Linked DNA regions of Sus scrofa: region 2 is linked to region 1. The links are chromatin contacts, called in public Hi-C maps. All regions are on one chromosome and are shown on one strand. The core of a region is the stretch at or near the end of the contact, and the rest is flanking DNA. Distances in the headings are between cores, read along the strand shown.

Region 1 (3,366 bases), core at 232-2,731:
TTGTTTGTTTTTTTGGTATGGAGCTGCAGAAGGTGTTTATAAATTTTGGAGATTAATCCCTTATCAGTTGATTCATTTGCAAAGATTTTCTCCCATTTTGTGGATTGTCTTTTCGTGTTTTTTTGGTTTTTTTTTAATCGAAGTATAGTTGCTTTACCATATATTAGTTTCAAGTGTACATCACAGTTATTCATATATATATATATCAGATATATTCAGACATATATATTCAGATTCTTTTCCCTTATAGGTTATTACAAAATATTGAATAAATTTCCCTGTGCTATACAGTGGGACTTTGGGTCCCTTTTGGAAGTTACTGGTTGGTGTTTTTTTCTCCCAAATAGAGTGATTGCGATGAAAAGAAAATGAAATGGTTAACTTTCATATTTCTACAAAAGTATGAAAAAGAATGAGAAGTTAGGAAAGCGTGCATTATTTCTTAAGTAGGACTTTAGAGCTTCATTGGTCATAGAAATCTTTTCATTAACACATTACACAAATTCTTTAGAGGCCAATTTGCATTCACTTAGAGAAACATTTGTGGGGGTGGCATATAATATACAGAAATACCTGCTCCGTTTCTGAAAATCAATTTGTTAAATAGCCCTCAAACTATGACAGCTTTATGGTAGGATTATGACTTTTTTTGTTTCCATGTCTGCTAAAAGGCTAACAGAATAAGACAGTTTAATCACATGCCATTATGTTGAGAGGGGTGTGGGAAGCTCAGACGAGCTTCCAGAAGTGAAATTGGGTACCCAGATTTTGCAAACTGCTTCTGAGCAGAAGTCATTTAAGTACAGCTACTTGATAATTACGTGGTTTGGGATGTGGTCTGCTGAGCCCCTTCTTTTATGGGTGTCTGACCTTCCTGAGACGTGGTTGACACCACCTTCTCCACCTGAGGCCCATTTAGGTGGTTGTCAGGGAGAGTGCATTGCCAGGTGCAGATGTTGTCACCAGAGAGAGAGAGGGAGGGCTCCCCCAGAGTAATCTATGTTTCCAGCCAGATTTTTATTATTTACAGAAGATTAGGCAAAAACCAGGATTTAGACCTATATGGTCCTGGAAAATTGTTTTCTGACCTCAGGCCAAAAAAAAAAAAAACGAAAAAAAAAAAAAAGGGGGGGGGGCCGTGTGCTGACCATCCTGGGAAGCATGTCCCCAGGTGGCAGCCTAGACTGTATCCAGGCATTGGTCCTCCCAGCTGAGAATCTTTGAAGAATCAGAGCTAGATAAAGCATGAGTTCATCAGAGGCCCCTTTCCTGTGGCCACCTGGATCTTTCCAGCGACCCAGAGGCCACCAGCTGTGGAAGCGGTCTTGAGCTTTGCTGGTGATTAGCTGTACTGTAGGGAAGGCTCTTGGCATTTCCCTGGGTCCTGGAGCTCTTTGGTAGATTGGAGCCATCTGATCTGGCTCCTCACTGAGAGGGGTGTGGGCAACTCCAGTAAAAGAAAGGAGCCAGTGTCCCAGCCTCTCTCCCTGGTATTTTCCATACCAAAGGACTTAACACTCATGTTTGCAAAATTCAGTTCTGAGTGCCCTTGTCAGCTGCTACTTTAAATTCTGCGTCCTTTTCCTGTTTCTGGGTCATTGCCTAGTAAATGGTAAACATTGCCATATCCCAGCTTTCTTTCTTTTTTTTTTTTTCCCTAGGTTATTTTGTGTGAGGCTTGTCAGTAGCAGAATCCTAGGTGGCTTGACCTCGACTTTTGCCTGCTGAATTCCTGGACTGTTGTTCTACTTGGCTTCTTAGTGCATCAGGGAAAATAGCCTAACATGGTCTGGTGTAACCTTTCACTTTACAGAGAGGGCAGAGGTTGAGGAGTTTGGCAATGATTGGTTAAAGAGCCCGTGCTGGTGAATCAAACCTTTCTCAGCCCAGGCATCCTGACTCCTGTTTGAGGACTCTTTTTACCATAATAATCCATCACTCTGCATTTTATGTTCTAGGAGTGGAAATTATATTTGCCATTAGCCTAGGGAAAATGTTTTGCAATTCATATTTGGAGCTGCCGTAACAAAGATCCCTAATGCCAGCCAAAAGTGATTTGATGATTGGAATTACCTATTTGGGGAAATGATTCATGTAAATGTCCTCTGGCATCATCTATAATAAAGCGTTATAACTATGCATACATTCACACGTGTGTACACACACGCACACACATACAACACGATAGTTTGGTGACTGGATCTTAGAGAAACTCTGGAAGGATTTTCAACAAGACTACATGCATATTTATGATGGTCTGTTTAAAAGATAGACTCTCTGGCCTAGATGAAATTCACTTTGGAGGGGGCTTTGGGAAAATATCCCAATAAAATAGCTAATCAGTCTCTTCTAGGGAAACTGGAATTGAATGAGACACAGTGAGAGACTGATGTGACTGCCCAGCTGGGAAAACTGGACTTCTGTGATAGGATGCTCATGCCATTGTGTCCTTGGAAATTTAGGTGCCAAAGCTGAAGCTGCAAGGGCAAACGTGAATTACAGGCAGGGGCATTTCTGTGTGCGTGGGTGAAAGTAGCATCAGAAATTTTAGTCTTTCTGTTTATTTTTGGTGAATACTTTTCTTAAGAAATGGAGAACAGGGAGTTCCCGTCATGGCTCAGTGGTTAACGAATCCGACTAGGAACCATGAAGTTGCGGGTTCAATCCCTGGCCTTGCTCAGTGGGTTAAGGATCTGGCGTTGCCGTGAGCTGTGGTGTAGGTCGCAGACGTGGCTCAGATCCGCATTGCTGTGGCTGTGGTATAGGCCGGCAGCTACAGCTCCGATTCGACCCCTAGCCTGGGAACCTCCATATGCCGCGGGAGCGGCCCTAGAAAAGGCAAAAAAAAAAAAAAAAAGAAATGGAGAACAAATTAGTCCGATAATCACAGTGATGACAAAATAGAAGTCTGTGTCATGTAGAGTGTTATGCCGTCACTGAAATGAGTTGATCTGAGAAATTGAGGATTTAACCCAGCTTTTATTTATTTTATACCGGAAGAGTTTGGGCACTCTAAGTTGTGTTCTGAAAATTCTTTGGCTACTAAGTGTTAGTAGAGTTAGAAATGGTATTCCTCTCAGATGCTTTGGAATGAAAGCTTGTCAGTGGAAGGACTGTGAGTCAGGCAAGGCGCATACCTTCAAGCAGTTCCCACTTCTGCTAAGATTGTTCTGTTTGTGGCCACCTCCCCCCTCCCCCCTTTGGTCACTATCCAAGTCCTCCTCTGGGTTAGGTGATGGGGAAGAGCTTTGCCAGGCTTTGTTCTGGCATTAGTCCCAGTCAGGTAGTGGATTCACTGGCGACAACTTCACCAGTTCTCATTGTTTGCAGCAGATGGCTTTGGATGCAAATGTGTTGGTTTGGGTG
Region 2 (3,481 bases), core at 687-3,186, 180 kb after region 1:
TCATTGATGTCTACTTCCTACTTTTTAAAGTCTTAACCATGATTGACTAAAGGCAGTTTTTCTTTAAAAATTAAAAGAAAAAAGCATTGCAAATAATGTTTGTACATTTGAGCATTCAATAGCCCAATATCAATGAAAGATTTTTATACAATCAAAAACAGTTATTAGGAAGGACCCAGTGTTATTTTACGTCTTCTGGGGTACTCTTGCCAAAAATGCATAATCTCCATTCCTGGGATGACATCAGATCCCCCAAATTGAGGGACATTCTACAGTAACTCATCAGGACTCCTTTGTCAAGAATTTGAAAGATCAGGAAGGACTAAGAAATTGTTGTATGAGGGGTGGGGGTAGGGCCCTAAGGAAAAATAACTGAATGCAACATGGGATTCTGGAACTAGAAAAAGATGTTAAGGAAAAACCTGGAACAATTCAAATAAGGTCTGTCTTTCCATTAATAGCATCTTGCCAATGATAGTTTCCTGGCTTTGATAATTGGACTGTGGTTATATAAGATGACATTTTGGGGAAGCTGGGTGAGGGGTATATGGAAAACTATATTATTTTTGCAACTTTTCTGTGATTCTAAAATTTGTTCAAAATAAGCTGGTTGTTTTCAAAAGTGGTAATTATTATCCACAGTGAAACAAGTTAAATAGTTTCTGTTGTTTGCTCATCTAGATAACAATTTAAATAGCAATTTATGTAAATAGTTCACAGATGTATTAGTTTTATGGATTATAAACCTGTGAAAGTATCAGTTCTAAACATTAAATAGCAAATTAATTTTTTTACAGAAGGGATACATTGGTAAATTTTTGAGGTTAGGACTTGGCATTTTAAAAAATTATTATAGAAGTAATAGGCATATTGTGAAAAACCAAATAATGGAAAGTAGAAACATATTTTCTCCTGCTCATTTCCTATTTCCACTTCCCCTTACCTTATTACTGTACTACCCCCACTGTTAAAAGTTAGCTACAAATTCAGGAGTTCGAGTTCCCCAATGTCTGTCTAGGTGATAATGTGTGAAACACAATGTCATCATACTGTAAAAGCCCTTCTGTACCTTGCCTTCCTCTTTCGCCACTGAACAGTAATTCATGACTTTGTAAAGTACCTATATTTCTACCTTATGTCATTTATTTGCTATAAAATATGACATTTTTTAAAATCTGTCATAATGTGTTTAACTACTTATTTATGGAAATTTTAACTGTCTCCCAGTTATATTTATAAAGTGTTGGATGGCTCCTCTCTTCTGTGTATTACTTAAAAAAAAAATTAAGAAATGTAGCTTTTAGAGAACCCCACTAGTATCCATAAGGGTGCAGATTTGATCCCTGGCCTTGCTCAGAGAGTTAAGGACCTGGCATTGCCCCAAACCAGGTATAGGTTGCAGATGCGGCTGAGATCCTGCTTTGCTGTGACTGTGGCATAGGCAGGTAGCTGTGGCTCCGATTCAACCTCTATCCTGGGAACTTCCATATGCCGCAGGTTTGGCCCTAAAAAGAAAAAAAGGAAAGAAAAGAAAAGTAGCTTTTAACTTAGACATGTTTTTATACCATAAAGACAGTGTGGGGTCCTTGCCTTGCACAATCTTAGCGTCCATTTTTGTCTGGTTTTTTTGTATCTAAAGTGCAGCTTCCTAGATATCAAATGTCTGAGTCCAAATATAAGAACACTTTATATTTAATTTGCAGAGAAGTCATATTTAAATTCTGCAATTTCTGGCTTTTATTTAATTTTTAGAATGGTGTGGACCCACAGGGAGCACAGAAGTGTGACTTGGTGTTTGTATATTTATTTTCTAAGTATTGAGACCGTTAATATTTTGCAGCAGTAGAGACGTATTTGAGAGTGCTGGCCCGGCCCTCAGAAGTTAATTTTGTGTTTTTAAACATTGGTACAAATGCTGAGGTTCCCAGTAGGGGGTTAATATGTAAACCGCAGAGAAACCACACAGGTTGTTTTGTAGTTTATCATTAGACCAGAAGTGGGGAGGAAACAGCTGACCAAACAACTTGCAGAAATTAATCATATTTGAGCGGTTAATAAAAATACACTAAATAGGAGTTCCCATTGTGGTGCAGTGGAAACGAATCCATCTAGGAACCATGAAGTTTCGGGTTCGATCCCTGGCCTAGCTCAGTGGGTTAAGAATCTGGCGTTGCCGTGAGCTAAGGTCTAAGTCAAAGACTTGGCTTGGATCCTGCATTGCTGTGGCTTTGGCATAGGCTGGAAGCTGCTGCTCTGACTTGACCCCCTAGCCTGGGAACCTCCATATGCCTCTCAAGTGCGGCCCTAAAAAGCAAAAAAATAAATAAATAAAGTTCACTAGTTGTGCGTAGGCCTTGGTTGGAAAAGCACTGATTATTTAGTGGCGTGTCAGAAACAGGCCCATAGGCTCTTGACATGTTTACATATAGTAACTTCTGACGCCTTGGGATAGAAACAATGAAAATAATGGCATTAAGGGAGAGAAAATATAAAATGAATTCTAGTTGGTGAAAGAAATACCTCTTTGGTTCCAAAATATTTAAACTCTGAGCAAGCTGTGTGTATTGTGGAATTTATTGGGTTAGCAGTGACACCTTTCAAAATTAGGAAGAACACTTTGTGTTCCTGAGTATAGAAGGCTGGCATAATTACTGAAAGTACAGTAAATGTCCCTATCATTCTTTGAGTCTAATCTTAACATAATTAGCTCCTTGCACAATAGAGTATTTAATTTGAAATGCTGCCAAGGCTTATTAAGTGAGAGAAGTACTTCCTGAGATCTCTGTTGTTAAATGTGGGACTTTTCTGTATGAGATAATTTTCACCAAAAGTGTCAGGGTATCAGAATTGTTGCTCATAGTCTGGCATTTATCACCCAAACTCACTGAAACACTTAACATTTTCAGTTTTATTGATGGAGCCTTTTATGAATATTGGGGAATATGCTGCATCTCGTGGAAAGAAATTAATTTGGGGAGACCTGACAAGCCTTCCGAATGATAGATCCCTTTGCCCTGGGGAGCCTTCTTCATTCAGTGACTTGGGTAATAAACATGAGCTATAGGATTTCATTCTTTTATCTCTTGTTTTTGGTTTTCTTTAGTGGTTGATTGTCAAGTCAGGCTAGAAAATATAACATGTGAACACCGGTTTTGTTTGATAACGCATTTCTTTTTTGAATGTGACTTGACACTTTCCTGGGCTTGTAAAACACCATGGAATGCTACTACAGTTGTGACATTGGAGTGTAGGATATTGTAATATGCTTTACAGTTTGTAGATGGATCAAGTGACATGGTTTAACCAGTAATGCCTGATATTTCTATAAGATCACCAACCTGTCTATATCAGAATTCCTGGATCTTTTCAACTATTGCCATATAGGGATAGAAAGAAAGTCTAATCAAGGGTATAAAAAACAGAAAAGTAGCCATCATTAAGAACCACCATAGGTTCACCGTGAGTTTAAGCCTGTGGAATT

Evidence for each region. A called contact is a pair of places that touch in the nucleus more often than the background predicts.
Region 2: a contact with region 1 is called in a Hi-C map of liver, with 2.7 times the contacts expected there. The contact joins two enhancer-like sites. A contact is called at or near these places in 1 of 5 promoter capture datasets (liver) and 2 of 47 Hi-C or Micro-C datasets (both in liver).

Annotation. Positions count from the first base shown.
Region 1 is chr13:43,259,685-43,263,050 of Sscrofa11.1, forward strand. All of the region lies in intron 2 of PTPRG (receptor-type tyrosine-protein phosphatase gamma), which reads left to right. Among named protein-coding and RNA genes, the nearest start is that of PTPRG, 130 kb to the left of the region's middle. Within about 2 kb of position 1,482, at least 15 of the 83 cell types and tissues checked have an H3K27ac peak or open chromatin away from gene starts, as enhancers often do. A contact at or near this core is called in liver, where this site is marked.
Region 2 is chr13:43,435,310-43,438,790 of Sscrofa11.1, forward strand. The region is part of intron 3 of PTPRG (receptor-type tyrosine-protein phosphatase gamma); the gene reads left to right. Among named protein-coding and RNA genes, the nearest start is that of PTPRG, 300 kb to the left of the region's middle. Within about 2 kb of position 1,937, at least 5 of the 83 cell types and tissues checked have an H3K27ac peak or open chromatin away from gene starts, as enhancers often do. A contact at or near this core is called in liver, where this site is marked.